3 separate regions of the Triticum aestivum genome follow, and all the other regions are linked to region 2. The links are chromatin contacts, called in public Hi-C maps. All regions are on one chromosome and are shown on one strand. The core of a region is the stretch at or near the end of the contact, and the rest is flanking DNA. Distances in the headings are between cores, read along the strand shown.

Evidence for each region. Hi-C and Micro-C count contacts between places; a contact is called where the count stands out from the background.
Region 1: a Hi-C map of leaf shows a contact between it and region 2, with 5 times the contacts expected there. The contact joins the promoter of LOC123045684 here to the promoter of LOC123045682 in region 2. A contact is called at or near these places in 2 of 5 Hi-C or Micro-C datasets (both in leaf).
Region 3: a contact with region 2 is called in a Hi-C map of leaf, with 5 times the contacts expected there. The contact joins the promoter of LOC123041494 here to the promoter of LOC123045682 in region 2. A contact is called at or near these places in 3 of 5 Hi-C or Micro-C datasets (all in leaf) and 1 of 1 datasets of contacts at active chromatin or transcription factors (leaf).

What each region holds. Positions count from the first base shown.
Region 1 is chr2B:499,821,994-499,825,777 of IWGSC CS RefSeq v2.1, forward strand. LOC123045684 (probable inactive receptor kinase RLK902) reads right to left here and starts at 1,582. Exons shown (of 2, transcript XM_044468829.1): 1 at 98-1,582. The coding sequence starts at 1,436.
Region 2 is chr2B:499,463,395-499,467,609 of IWGSC CS RefSeq v2.1, forward strand. It overlaps LOC123045682, which reads right to left and starts at 2,403. Exons shown (of 2, transcript XM_044468826.1): 1 at 1,748-2,403. The coding sequence starts at 2,116.
Region 3 is chr2B:499,169,586-499,173,823 of IWGSC CS RefSeq v2.1, forward strand. LOC123041494 (lysine histidine transporter-like 6) reads right to left here and starts at 1,516. Exons shown (of 7, transcript XM_044464093.1): 1 at 1,401-1,516; 2 at 1,106-1,233; 3 at 245-1,022. The coding sequence starts at 1,430. LOC123045679 (a long non-coding RNA gene) reads left to right here and starts at 3,926. Exons shown (of 3, transcript XR_006421539.1): 1 at 3,926-4,164.

The DNA.
Region 1 (3,784 bases), core at 332-2,831, 360 kb after region 2:
TGAAATTCTCACCAGTTCAGAAATTTTGATCCGATTCGGAGCAGGGTTTCGAACCAGAAAACAGAGAGAACCGGACATGAACACTGAGCGTACGTACCGTGAAGCATCGAGGAGAGGCTCCCCGTGGCGACGAACTCGTACACCATGAGCCGCTCGTCCTTGCTGAAGTAGTAGGCCTGCAGGGGCACGACGTTAGGATGGTCCAGCCCACCGATCGCCGCGATCTTGTCCCGGAACTCGCGCTCCGGCAGCGACGTCTCCTTGAGACGCTTCACCGCCACCGCGGGCGCCGTCTCCAGCGCGGCCTTGTACGTGGTACCGTACGTGCCCTTGCCAAGAACCTCGGCGGACGCGCGGAGCAGGTCCTCCAGATCGTACGGCCTCGGCACCCTCCCGAAGAAGAAAAGCTTCTTCCGCCCCACGGAGACGGGGGCGACCGGAGGCGGCATTGAAGCGGGCGGAGGCGGCCGCGCGTCGGAGACCCGAGGAGTGTAGCTATTCGGGCTCATTGCCTCTTTGCTGTGCAGGGCCAGCTCCGCCGCGACGGCGTCCTGGCTGCGGTAGGTTCTTTTTGGCTTGCGGCGCAGGGCGCCACAGGCAATGACCAGAACAGCGGCGATAAGCAGGAAGCCCAAAGCGCAGCCGATCACAATGCCCGCGATGGCACCGCCGGCGAGGTGTCGCCGGCCACGGCCGTTTCCCGCGACCACGGCTTCGGGGGCAACCGTGGGAGGCTGGGACGGTGGTTGGGTAGATGGTGTTCGACACGGTGGGAGGGGCTTGCCACACAGTGTCGTGCCGAGGAAAGATGTGGCGGGCATGCCGCCGAAGCCTTTCGGAACCTCGCCGGTGAGGTCGTTGAAGGAGACGTTAAAAGACAAGAGGGATGGCATGTCGACGTTCGGCAGCTCTTTGGTGAAGAGGTTGCCCTCCAAGAAGAGCAGCTGCAGCTTCCCGCTCTTGGCAATGGCGGGCGGTATTCTCCCGGAGAGCCGGTTTTCAGCGAGATTTAGCTGCGTCAACGCCGGGAGGGAGAGAATCGCGGCCGGGAGCTCACCGGAGAAGTGGTTGGACTGCAGGTTGATGACCCGCAGCTTGACGCAGGAGGCCAGGTCGGCCGGCAGCGGGCCGGAGAGCGCGTTGAAGCGCAGAGACAGCACGGTGAGCCTGGTGAGGCCGCCGAGCGCGCCGACGGGGACGGAGCCGCGGAGGCCGTCCCCGGGCAGGTGGAGCCCCGTGACTCGGCCGCCGGAGCAGACGACGCCGGTCCAAGAGCACGTCTGCCGGGACGCGTTCCAGGACACGGACGCCGACCCGAACGGCGCGATGAAGGCCTGCAGCGCCGCGGTGTCGGACGCCAGGTCCTCGGCGCCGCGCGCCGCGCCGAAGGCCACGGCCAGGAGCAACGACAGCGCGGCGGCTACCGGCGGAGGCATGGCTGCGGTGGTCCCTTCCCTGGGCCGATCACACCATGTGAGAGGGTTGGAAGAGGAGAGGTGGGGAGGGACGAAACAAGAAAGTGGAATATAGGAAAGAAGCTTCACAAATGGCTCGTTTAGCGACAAGGGGAAGAAGACTTGAGGAGGGCGGGCGGACTCGCTTCCACAAAACGATGTCGCAAATCCGCAACCACATTCTTGGTCTGACTGTTCTCGACCGTCCGATGAAACGTTGGACGGCTGAGGTTTGCACGCCTGCCCGCTGCCATTGATCCTACTCCTGGTCCAGTTGACGCTGACGGTACGAGACGATGATCTGGAGCACAACTCAACTCAACAGTGCGCGAAAACGATCAGCGAAACAGTTGCTCGTTTGAATTTTGGTCAGTTGTTGCTAGCTGCTGATATCGAGATCCACTGCTTTGTAGGCCAATGTGATAAACACGAATCCCTGGCCATTTTCCTGCTGTCAGCAGACATATCCCCAGTGCAGTTCGCTTCGTGGACTGGTTCAGTTGATGATGCGTGGAGCTGTGGACGTGGACGTGGACGGCGTCGTGCAGCCGTGCGCGACGAAGTAAACCGGTCCCTGAAGGCCGGAACCGTAACTGTCGAGAGGTTTATGAGCGTTGTGTGGTGGCCTGTAAATGTCATGATGGCGTCAGGTGCAGGAAAAATTTGAGCGAGTGTGTGAGGATCGTCTGTCAGTTACCGTCCGTTGAGCGAGTAACTTCTCGGCAATGCTGAGCTAGGAACGCGCATTTCCTTCGCAAGTGCAGAATTGAATTGGCCAAACGGCCAAAACAATTAGGAATAGCCGAGAACGAATGGTGGTCAGAGCCAGTCACATCGCGTCCTTCGTTTATCGACAGATTTTGCAAGCGATGGGATGCAAAATTTAAGAGCCAAGTATTTTCTCGATGGTGATCTGTTGAAATGCAAACTTTTAAAAAGGGCTCCTCTATTACTTGGCAAAGTATTATGACGAGAGTTAATTCGTTAAAGCATGGTTATATCTGGCGAGTGGACAATGGACCAAATATTGCTATTTGGGAAGATGAATGAATCCCAAATTGCGAGAATAGGAACATTATTACTCCAAGAGGGGGACACCTCTATCAAGGTTCTTTGATCTTATTGCTTCCAGTCACTAGTTAATGGGATGAAGACCTGATGAAACAAATGTTATGGCCAATTAATGCTCAGCGGGCCCTTGAGATTTCTCTTTCTTTGCATGATATGTCAGATTTTATAGTGTTGAGCTACAAAAAAAAGTTCACTGTCAATCAGCTTATTTTATGGAATGAGACTACCAACAAGGGAGTAAACTTCGACATACTAATGGTTCGAGACAAATTGATGTTAATCCTATTTGATCTAACATTTCGAAATTATCTTGTTCGACAAAAGTTAAAATCTTTATTTGGCGCACGTTGTATGGCACTCTCTCTTATCGTGTTACACTTGCCAATAGACATTTGAAAGTATTGCTCCAATGCCCATCTTCTTCTCATGAGTCAGAAGGTACAAAGCACCTATTATTTCAGTGCCGGAAAGCTAAGGACGTATGGAGTAAGCTCGGGATGGATAAAGTGATTAAAGGAGCCTGTGAAAGATCGTGCATGTGAGGCTTTCATTGAGTTCTTACTTCTGCTACCAGACCAAGATTTCTCCATTCCGGGTCTCCAGAATGTTCGTGAATTGATAGCCATTACAACTTAGTTTTTGTGGTAGGAAAGGTGTAAACCGGTTCATGAGGGGACAACTTAAGATGTGTATCAAATTTCTATGGGGATTCTATGAGGGGACAACTTAAGATGCTCTAACGACAAATTACGTTAATGCATCTTCCCCCAATGCTACAAGTAAAAGAGGGGAATGGACTCGGCCTCCTAGGGATTTTGCAAAACTTAATATTGATGCATCTTTTGATCAAGACATGATTAAGGGCATGGCATCGTCATTAGAGATGATAAAGGGGATTTTATTGTTGGCGGAAATTTAAGAATCGAGTGGTGTGCAGATGTCCGATGGCTGAAGTTCTGGTGCTAATATTCAGCCTAAGCGTTGCGCAAAAGGCGGACGGCAACCGTCTCATTACTAATTCTGATTGTGGAGATCATTGATACCATGAAGAATGGAGGACATTCTGTGAAAACGGCGATGGTAGTTTTTGATGATTGTTATTTTTTTGCTTGTGATTTTTCTCGTACTAGTTTCGAACATTGTAGTAGCGGAGCGAACAAAGTTGCTCATGAGTTTGTTAAGTTAGCTAGATTTTCTTCAACTAACGATTGGCTTGAGGAGCCTATGAGCGAAATTGTACTTCTCCTTACGGACGATGT
Region 2 (4,215 bases), core at 1,153-3,652:
ATCAAATGTGAATACAAGTCTAAGAATGTGAGAATGAAGCATTACCGAGGATATTTTGATGCACAATCTTTGAAGAAGAAAAACAGCAACCAACTCACAGGTAAGCAGGTAAGAGTACCTTAGAGGGAAGAAGGAAACTGCAAATAGCTACTCCCTCTATAAAGAAATATAAGAGCATTTAGATCACTCTTTAGTGATCTAAATGTTCATATATTTCTTTACGGAGGTCGGAGGTACTTGTCAACTTGACAAGTAGAAATAAGAGGAAACCAAAGGCAACAGCGCATGCCAACAAAGTACAAGAATTATGATGTTAGTTTGACTATAGATAATAGTACAGAACCAACACCCTGGTTCCTCAAAAAAAAAAAAAAGAACCAACATGAAAGTCTCTGCCATACCTGAAAGCATGCAATTGTTTAGGGGAATACTGAAAATACTTGGTGATCATTTATTGCAGTCTGTAAGTAGCTTGCTATGTGTTCCCATTTTCATCATGCATACAGAGAAGGGGAAGAAAATAATGGCTCAAAGGCTGTAATTCAACACTAGCTTGTTCGAAGTGGGGAGATAATGCATGAAGCTTGTCTGTGCTTGCACTGACATCTACTCACAAAGTTTTAAATCGACCAGTCAAAGGCAAAACAGAGTGAATGCTCTTGCTTGCCAAGTTACGGTACACACCAGGATATTGCAGATAAGGACATCAACAAACGACAATTAGTAACTAACCGAAATGAACACAAAAGCAGTAGTTCCCAACGCTCGTAAGCTCATATCCAGGTTTCCAATTTCAGGATCCATGCTCCAACTTAAAGTATGTTAGTTCTCGGTTGAACTTACAGGAGCCATCAAATGATGGAGTTAACAGCTCAACCATGAGAAACTGCTCACTCTCACTCAGGTGATCTCAGCTGCTTGATTACTTAATCGGATGACCTTGGAACTACAGAATGATTGAAGTAATAAAGGTTCCAGTGGAGCCATGTCAGCAAGCCACTTGCCACCAATAGCATACCTTATTCTACCTACAATCCTCATCCTGCTATTGACCATGTCACTTGTAGTTCTCGACAGCTATAATCAACAATTCTGTCAACATACAGCACACACAGAGGGCAGATTTACAAAACCAACTAGTCAAGTTAGCTCCACAAGACTGCAACCATGTTGCGCAAAGTCAAGAGCTCTGCATTGGCACACGATCCAGTTTCCTACAACATGCTCAGAGATAGCATACACGTTCTACTCATAACATGGTTCCAACTTGCAACTAGTACAGTAGTAAACTACATGTGGCAGCAGAGTATAACTATCCTCCTCGGATGCCCTCTGAGCTTTCAGTATCTCACAAATTAGTATTGTTTTCAGCAATATGGTGGACCACATCCCATAAATGAACACATCGAAACAATCTGATCTGGCAACAACAGCGCTCTGCCTCCCATTTCATCTTCTTCGTCAAACTACGTTCAGTATGACAGCTCGCTCGCTCTCAAATGCACAACCATCAAAAGCGCACAACCATTTTAGCTAGCAAGAACATACTGCTAGAATCAAGCTCTGGCTAGATCTTACTCCCAGGCCCTTTGATTGTGATTCTTTGTTACTTAGTATCTGTGGTTGTTTGCAGCAATTAATGGTCTAAGCAAGCTTTGACTCCACGAAAACTGCTGATCTATCTATCTGATTAAAGGACCACAAATTCGAAAGGGAAGGAGGAAGCAGGGGGTGGTGGTAGTGGTACCTTCTTGAGCGCGAGCGCGAGGCGCTTGCTCTCGAGGCGCGGCGTGGAGAGGACGACCTCCCGGGCGATCCAGATCGCGCGCCGCTGCAGCGCCAGCGGCATGTCCGCCGCGCGCACCCGCACCGCCACCTTCCTCCCCTCCCCGCTCGCGGCGTCCCCTTTGACCTTCGCCGCCTCCCTGTTGTCCTTGGCCTCCGGCTTAGCGGCCTTGCCCTCCCCGCCGCTGGGCTCCGCCGCCGATTTCCGCTCCACCTTGAGCTCTCGCTCCGGCTCCGGCTCCGGCTGGGGCGGGTCGTCGAGCCTGGTGCGGCGGACGAGCGAGCTGAGGTAGCGGCTGCGGCGCTCGAGCTCCTCCTGGGCCGGGTCCATGTTGATTCAGATGTTCCGGCGAGATAGATGTTGACCGGTCGCGGCGCAGATGGCTAGTCAGCAGCGGCGGTGGCAGGGGGGCATGGCCGCGAGTGGGAGGTGTTTGTCTCGGGGTCGGGACGGGAGGTGGTGGTGGTGGTGGCCGGTTGGGGTTTCTTGGGGTTTGCCTTTGCCCGGAAGAGAAGGGCTGTGAGTGCGATTGTTGCCGCTCCTGGAATTCGTGGGAGCAACTTTTGAGACAAAGCCTTTGTTTTGCTTTCGTTTCCAGGTATAATACTCGGCCTACACTTTGTTCGGTTGTTTGTGTGAATATAGGAGTGGTTTACGCTCAGTTCATGCTGACTAGGGATGCGATCTGATCCAGGGTGAGATTGGCCAGTAGCTTATCTGGTCCAGATTTCAGGGAAGAGAAAGATGGAACTAGACGTCCATTGTGTGTGTTTGTGCACGTGGTCCCTCAGGGAAGACTCGATTGTCCGTCGATTTGTGCCCAGGGCGCGCGTTTGACCAGCTGTCGGGGCCGGCAACCCCACAGTCGCTGGCCGAGCGTTCTCGCAGTCCCACCGGCCCCGCAGCGAAGACACGCCTCTACCAACTCGGAGGTCGAGGGATGGCATGGCACGATGGCCGCACTCCCCAGATTCCCTAGCCTGGCTTACTCGGATGCAGAGTAGCCAAGCTCAGCAGGTTCTAGCCGCTGCAATTCCGCTTAATCGCGACACCATATCGAATCAGATTAATAGCTAGACGAATCGTGGAAGGATGAGAATGCAACACAACTGCAGAACTACATCTACATCTAAGAGGAAAAAAAACATCTACATCTAAGAGGAAAAACCCAGCGATATCGAATAGCGCCAAGCAATGTACAACAACAGCACGTACGTTAGTGCTCGAATTTAAACCACCAAAGAGGCAGAACAAAGCACAACCAAAATATAGACCACCGTTATAGAAGTAGAGCGCAACCAGAGTTACCCATAAGCAGGGTAAAAGCAAAGAGAGAACACTACTGCACTAGCGCATCAATGACTACCAATCAGAGTATAGTCATGGAGCAGAACATAACAATAGTAAACTTCAATTCCTATATCAAGTCAAGTTACACAAACCGACTTCCCAAGGATTTCACAAATCAAAGATGAAGAATTCAAGCTTATACACAACAAAGGATTAACAAATATACTACATTCGTAGAGCTTGACCCCCAAAATGCACCAGCCCGGTTCAACCGCTATTGGGTGCTCAGAAATGGTTTAGTTTTTCTTCCCTAGAATACAACCTACATTACCAACCAAGGTCTATCAACCAAGGTCGACAAACCAACATGAAATCAGAGACATTAAGGCAACTACTCATCTTGAAACAGTTCGATTTCAAAATGTGGAAACCTGTCTATTCATTTTTATTTATTTATACTAGTTTTGTTGCTCGGTTTGTGATCAACAAAAGAGAAGAAAATGAACTAAGAACACTGGCTGCCTTGAAGCATATGATTAACGCATTAGCCTAGGAATGATGAGCTAGGCATCAGCCTACAACAGTACTATCACAGTATCAGTGCATATGAAGAACTACAATAAGAATTAACCGTCATGAAGTAAGCATAAACACTTTATGAAACACTTCCGAGTTTTTTTAGAACAAGCGCGTCAACATGCATATAAGAGGGGGGCAGATGGCCTACGACATCAATTTAGGTCCAGGACAAATAAAAAACAACCGAAAAACTTTGAAACGGTTCAAGTTCAAAATTTGGAATGCTTGGTTGCTCAGTTTGCAAGCAACAAGAAATGAACTAGGTTACTGGCTGCCAGTTTCCATGGTCCAGAATACTCTTGTAATACTAGCTGAACCAAATAGCAATTATGCAGAACTAAACAGGAAGTAACATCCCTCGCACAAGTCTGGAACAAGCATGGGATAAAGGATTCTTGTAAATCAAGAAATGCAATAGATGGGACAAAAACATGCATTACAGGACTATTGTTTAGATATTTTAGAGCTAAACTCCAACAATGCACAATAATTTATTAGACAAGGCATAAAACTGAAACATCACAGCATAATCCTATCGTACACTTGCATAGCAAATCCAT
Region 3 (4,238 bases), core at 266-2,765, 290 kb before region 2:
GTTAAGTTGGTCACTGGTCAGTTCCATGTTTCAGCCACTGGTGGCTCAGTGCTGCAGTCAACGTTCCAAAAAAACAGGTTCCATGGTGCCAGATCTCTAAAGCTCATTAGTAACTCCATTGTGCCATATTCTGTGACCACTACAGAAGGCTTTCTAGGAAATGGAAGGTTTCTTTTGATGATTATTATGCTCTGACCACTTTATGTTTTTGTAGGTTCATGTCATCCAAGAGTACATGGCTTACCTGATAGCTCCCGACGACATGGATGACCACCATCATGTTGGCGGCGGCGACGAGCCAGGGCGGGCGCTCCAGCGCCACGAGCACGTTGTCGCTCACGTCCTGGCCGAACGTCCAGTACCCGATGAACGCCACGGGGAAGTAGCACGCGGCGGTGACCATGTAGGCGGCGACGGTGCCCTTCCACATGGGCACCTTGGACGGCTTGGTAGGCGTGGACGGGATGGTGGCCTGGATCTCCAGGACCACGCCGTGCCCGGCGAACGCGAAAGCCACCTGCCCCAGCGCGCTGCACACCCGGAACACCGAGTCCGCCGCCGTGCCGGCCTTGTACGCGTAGCTCACCCCGGCGACGGGGCCCTTGGCCAAGCACGCCGCCCACGATATGGTGGAGTAGCTGAGGGACATGACGGCGGCGGCGAGGGAGATGGCGGTGATGGAGTTGAGGTCGCGGAGCTGCGAGAGCAGGAACTGGGAGGAGCCGAAGATGCAAATCCAGTAGGACTGGTGCAGCCGCGTGCAGCCCGGGCATACAGACTCGGCGAACTTCTGCAGGCAGTTGCCGCCGGTGACCATGTAGACGACGTCGCAGCCGAGCTGCACGATGAGCTGCTGCGGCACCACCACCCACAGGCCCAGCCGCGGGCCCAGCGCGTGCACGCCCAGGTCACGGTACCGGTCGAAGCGCACGCCGGGCACGCACTCGTGGAGCTCGATCAGCAGCCGCAGCGTGTACAGCGTGATGCACCACGACACCAGCAGCGCCACTATCCCTGGCCCCCTGGACACGTACAATAACTGAATTTAGACGTACGTACCACTAGCTGTTAAGCGTTGGTTTGGATCACACGGACGCAAACCTACCATCCGAGGTGAGCCATGGCGTAGGGCAGGCTGAGCACGCCGGCGCCGACCATCGCGGTGACATTGTGGAACGTCACGTACCACCATTTGGCACGGCGGGCAGTGCCCTCCTTCTCACCGTCGACCACCTGATGATCAAGAAAGAAGAACCCCGGTTATGATGCATGCTAAAGTTTGATGATAGAGCGACACACATGCATGCAGGGCGATGCGCCCGTCAGATCATATTGACGCATCTAAGAAACTGCATGCAGGTGTCCAAATCACCGAGTCGGTAAGCACTACGCTCCCAGACCTTAGGAAGAACGACTGAAGGCGAGCCCATGGCCAGCAAGCTCCGCACCCACCGGCTCTGTCACTGAACATACGCAACTTGGGAGTGCAGAGGGGGTGTATTTATACCGGTACTAGCTTAACCAGTGAGTGCTTGGCAGTATTAACATATGTTGGAAAAGAGCTCCAGAATTTCAGCGCTTGCAAGTTGCGACGGAGACGTAAAGTTTAATTAAGACGCGGATCATTACTCAGTAAGAATAATGATTAGGTGCCGAAACAAAAGGAGCGGCGTCGGTTCACCGGGGAATAATCAAGACTTATCCCGGTTTCAGAAGAGGCTAAGAGAATAACCAAAGGAATCTCGGTGCGTTCAATTTCGGGCTAAGTCGATGTACAGAAATCCGTAAAGCGAACATTTGATTTCTTGTGTGTTTTGTGAGATGATGATTCGATGTCCTGTCAGTGGGTTATTTGGCCATATTGCGCACGAGAGAAGCTTTTATGGCTGCTACACTCGAGTAAAGGCATTCTCGCCGTCTAGATCCACGGGGACTGTGGCCGTGGGCAATTTCCGTAGTGGCTAGCGACTTTGGTCGTACGATTTGTGGGTTTAGGTTAGGTACAAACACCTAAAGAGGAGGCACAACTGGAAGGAGCTTGGATATTGTTTTGGGGAGGGAGCCCCCCTTGTTTTTCCCATGCACTGCACAAAAGGTGGTAGTACATCATTTTCAAGCACGAGCAGCACATATTTGAAGTAGATCGTCACAAAAGATGCACATTTCCGCGACGGCAAAAACCCAAGCTTTGCTTACTAATGATGATCTGTTACTGTTGTACAGAAAAGTGGTCAGAAATTCGACGCTCTTACAGGGGGCGAACCCACGGGCAAACCCTATTTGGCGCTGCAGGCGCCGGTTACTACTGTTTCTGCAAACCGGCGCCTGCAGGCGCGTTAGCTGGGCCGGCCCATCTAGTTTTCCTTCACCGTATTTAAAACAGCAAAAACTAGATCGTCACAAAAGATGCACATTTCCCCGACGGCAAAAACCCAAGCTTTGCTTACTAATGATGATCTGTTACTGTTGTACAGAAAAGTGGTCAGAAATTCGACGCTCTTACAGGGGGCGAACCCACGGGCAAACCCTATTTGGCGCTGCAGGCGCCGGTTACTACTGTTTCTGCAAACCGGCGCCTGCAGGCGCGTTAGCTGGGCCGGCCCATCTAGTTTTCCTTCTCTGTATTTAAAACAGCAAAAACGAACTGCCGCGCTCCTCCTAATTCGAACCAGCGTCCCCCAAACGAAGTTAACCTGGAGCAACCACCACGCCACCCCAGCATGAGCTGGTAAAAGAAAACTTTCTTATTCTTTCATTCTTTCCTTTCCCTTTTTTCTTTTTTCTTTTATTTCATTTTCCATTCTTCATTTTCGTATTCAGGTTTTATCTTTTTCTTCTGGTTCGTTGATTTGTTTCCAAATTCGCGAACTTTTATTTTAATTCATTTAATCTTTTTAAATTTGATGAACTTATTTTTCAAATTTTTGAATTTTTTCCAAATCAATTAACTTTTTTTCATGGTGATATTTTTTGAAAATTTATCAACATATTTATAGCTTCGGTGATTTTTTTTTTGAAATGGATGAACTTTTTTTGTTTTCCTTTTTATTTTATCTTTATTTTCCTTCTTCCTCATTCGATGAATTGTCCGCAAATACGTGAACATTTTCTTCGAATCTATGAACTTTTTTTGGAGTTCGATAAAAAATTTCAATTTTTGATGAACTCAAATTGATGAACATTTTTTAATTTCGATGAACTTTTTTCAAATTCGATGAACTTTTTTCAACTTGGAAGCATTTTTTCGATTTTTCTTGAACTATTTTGTATTTCATGAACTTTTTTAAAAAAAATAATGAACTTCTTTGATCTGTGAACTTTTTTCAAACTCGTGAACTTTTTAAAATCCCGCGACTTTTCTGAAATTAGTGAACTTTTCCAAATTCCATGAACTTTTTTCAAATTTATGAACTTTTTCTAATTTTCGTGAGCTTTTTTGAATACGTGAACCTTTCCTTTTTAAAAACAAATTCGTAAACTTTTTCTTAATCTGTGAACTTTCAAATTTTGGGACAGGGCGGCGACAATTGTCCATAAGAACTTCGCGGTTACTCGGATCAGTAGGTCGTAGTGGATGTGCTGGTTAGTCGGGCGCGGGCAAGAACGCGCTGGTCAGGGTTCGATTCCTGCGCGCAATAATTTTTTCAGCGTTTTTTTGCTGCCACTGCGTGAACGCGGGCCGGCCCACCAGGTTGCTGCTGTGAGCCGGCGCTGAATGCGCGGATTAGGAGGTCCCGAACCCACGTGCAGTGCAGGTTGTGGGGGCGAATGCCCCCACTCGGTTTTTTCAGCTTACGTGTACCTGGCCTAGAATATACAGCGCTGCCCCGCTCAGCCCAAGGTATTTGCCCCCAGTTACTTTTTTTCTCATGCTGTATGTTTAAAGCCCGTATTACATAGGTTATTAGCCCAGGGGCCCATCCAGAACGAACAGGTCAATCTCGATTCGCTAGAAACGTACTGAGGCCTTCCGGAGTTTCAGATGTGTTCGTCGCTTGTGCTCGCGTGACGCCTTGACGAGCCGAAACGGCCGCGCCGCCGCCGCTCTACGCTGCACATACACCTCGCCCCTGTAGCGATCAGCCTCCATGTGCACTGCGCACGCCGGCCGGCCGGCCTGCCACCCTCAAGGAAGAAGCCGTACTAATCAATTATTCAATCAAGGTAAGCCCTAGGTTTAGCTCTCTTTTTTTCTTTCTAATTTCCCCGTTACTATTTTATTCTGATTTCCATGTCAA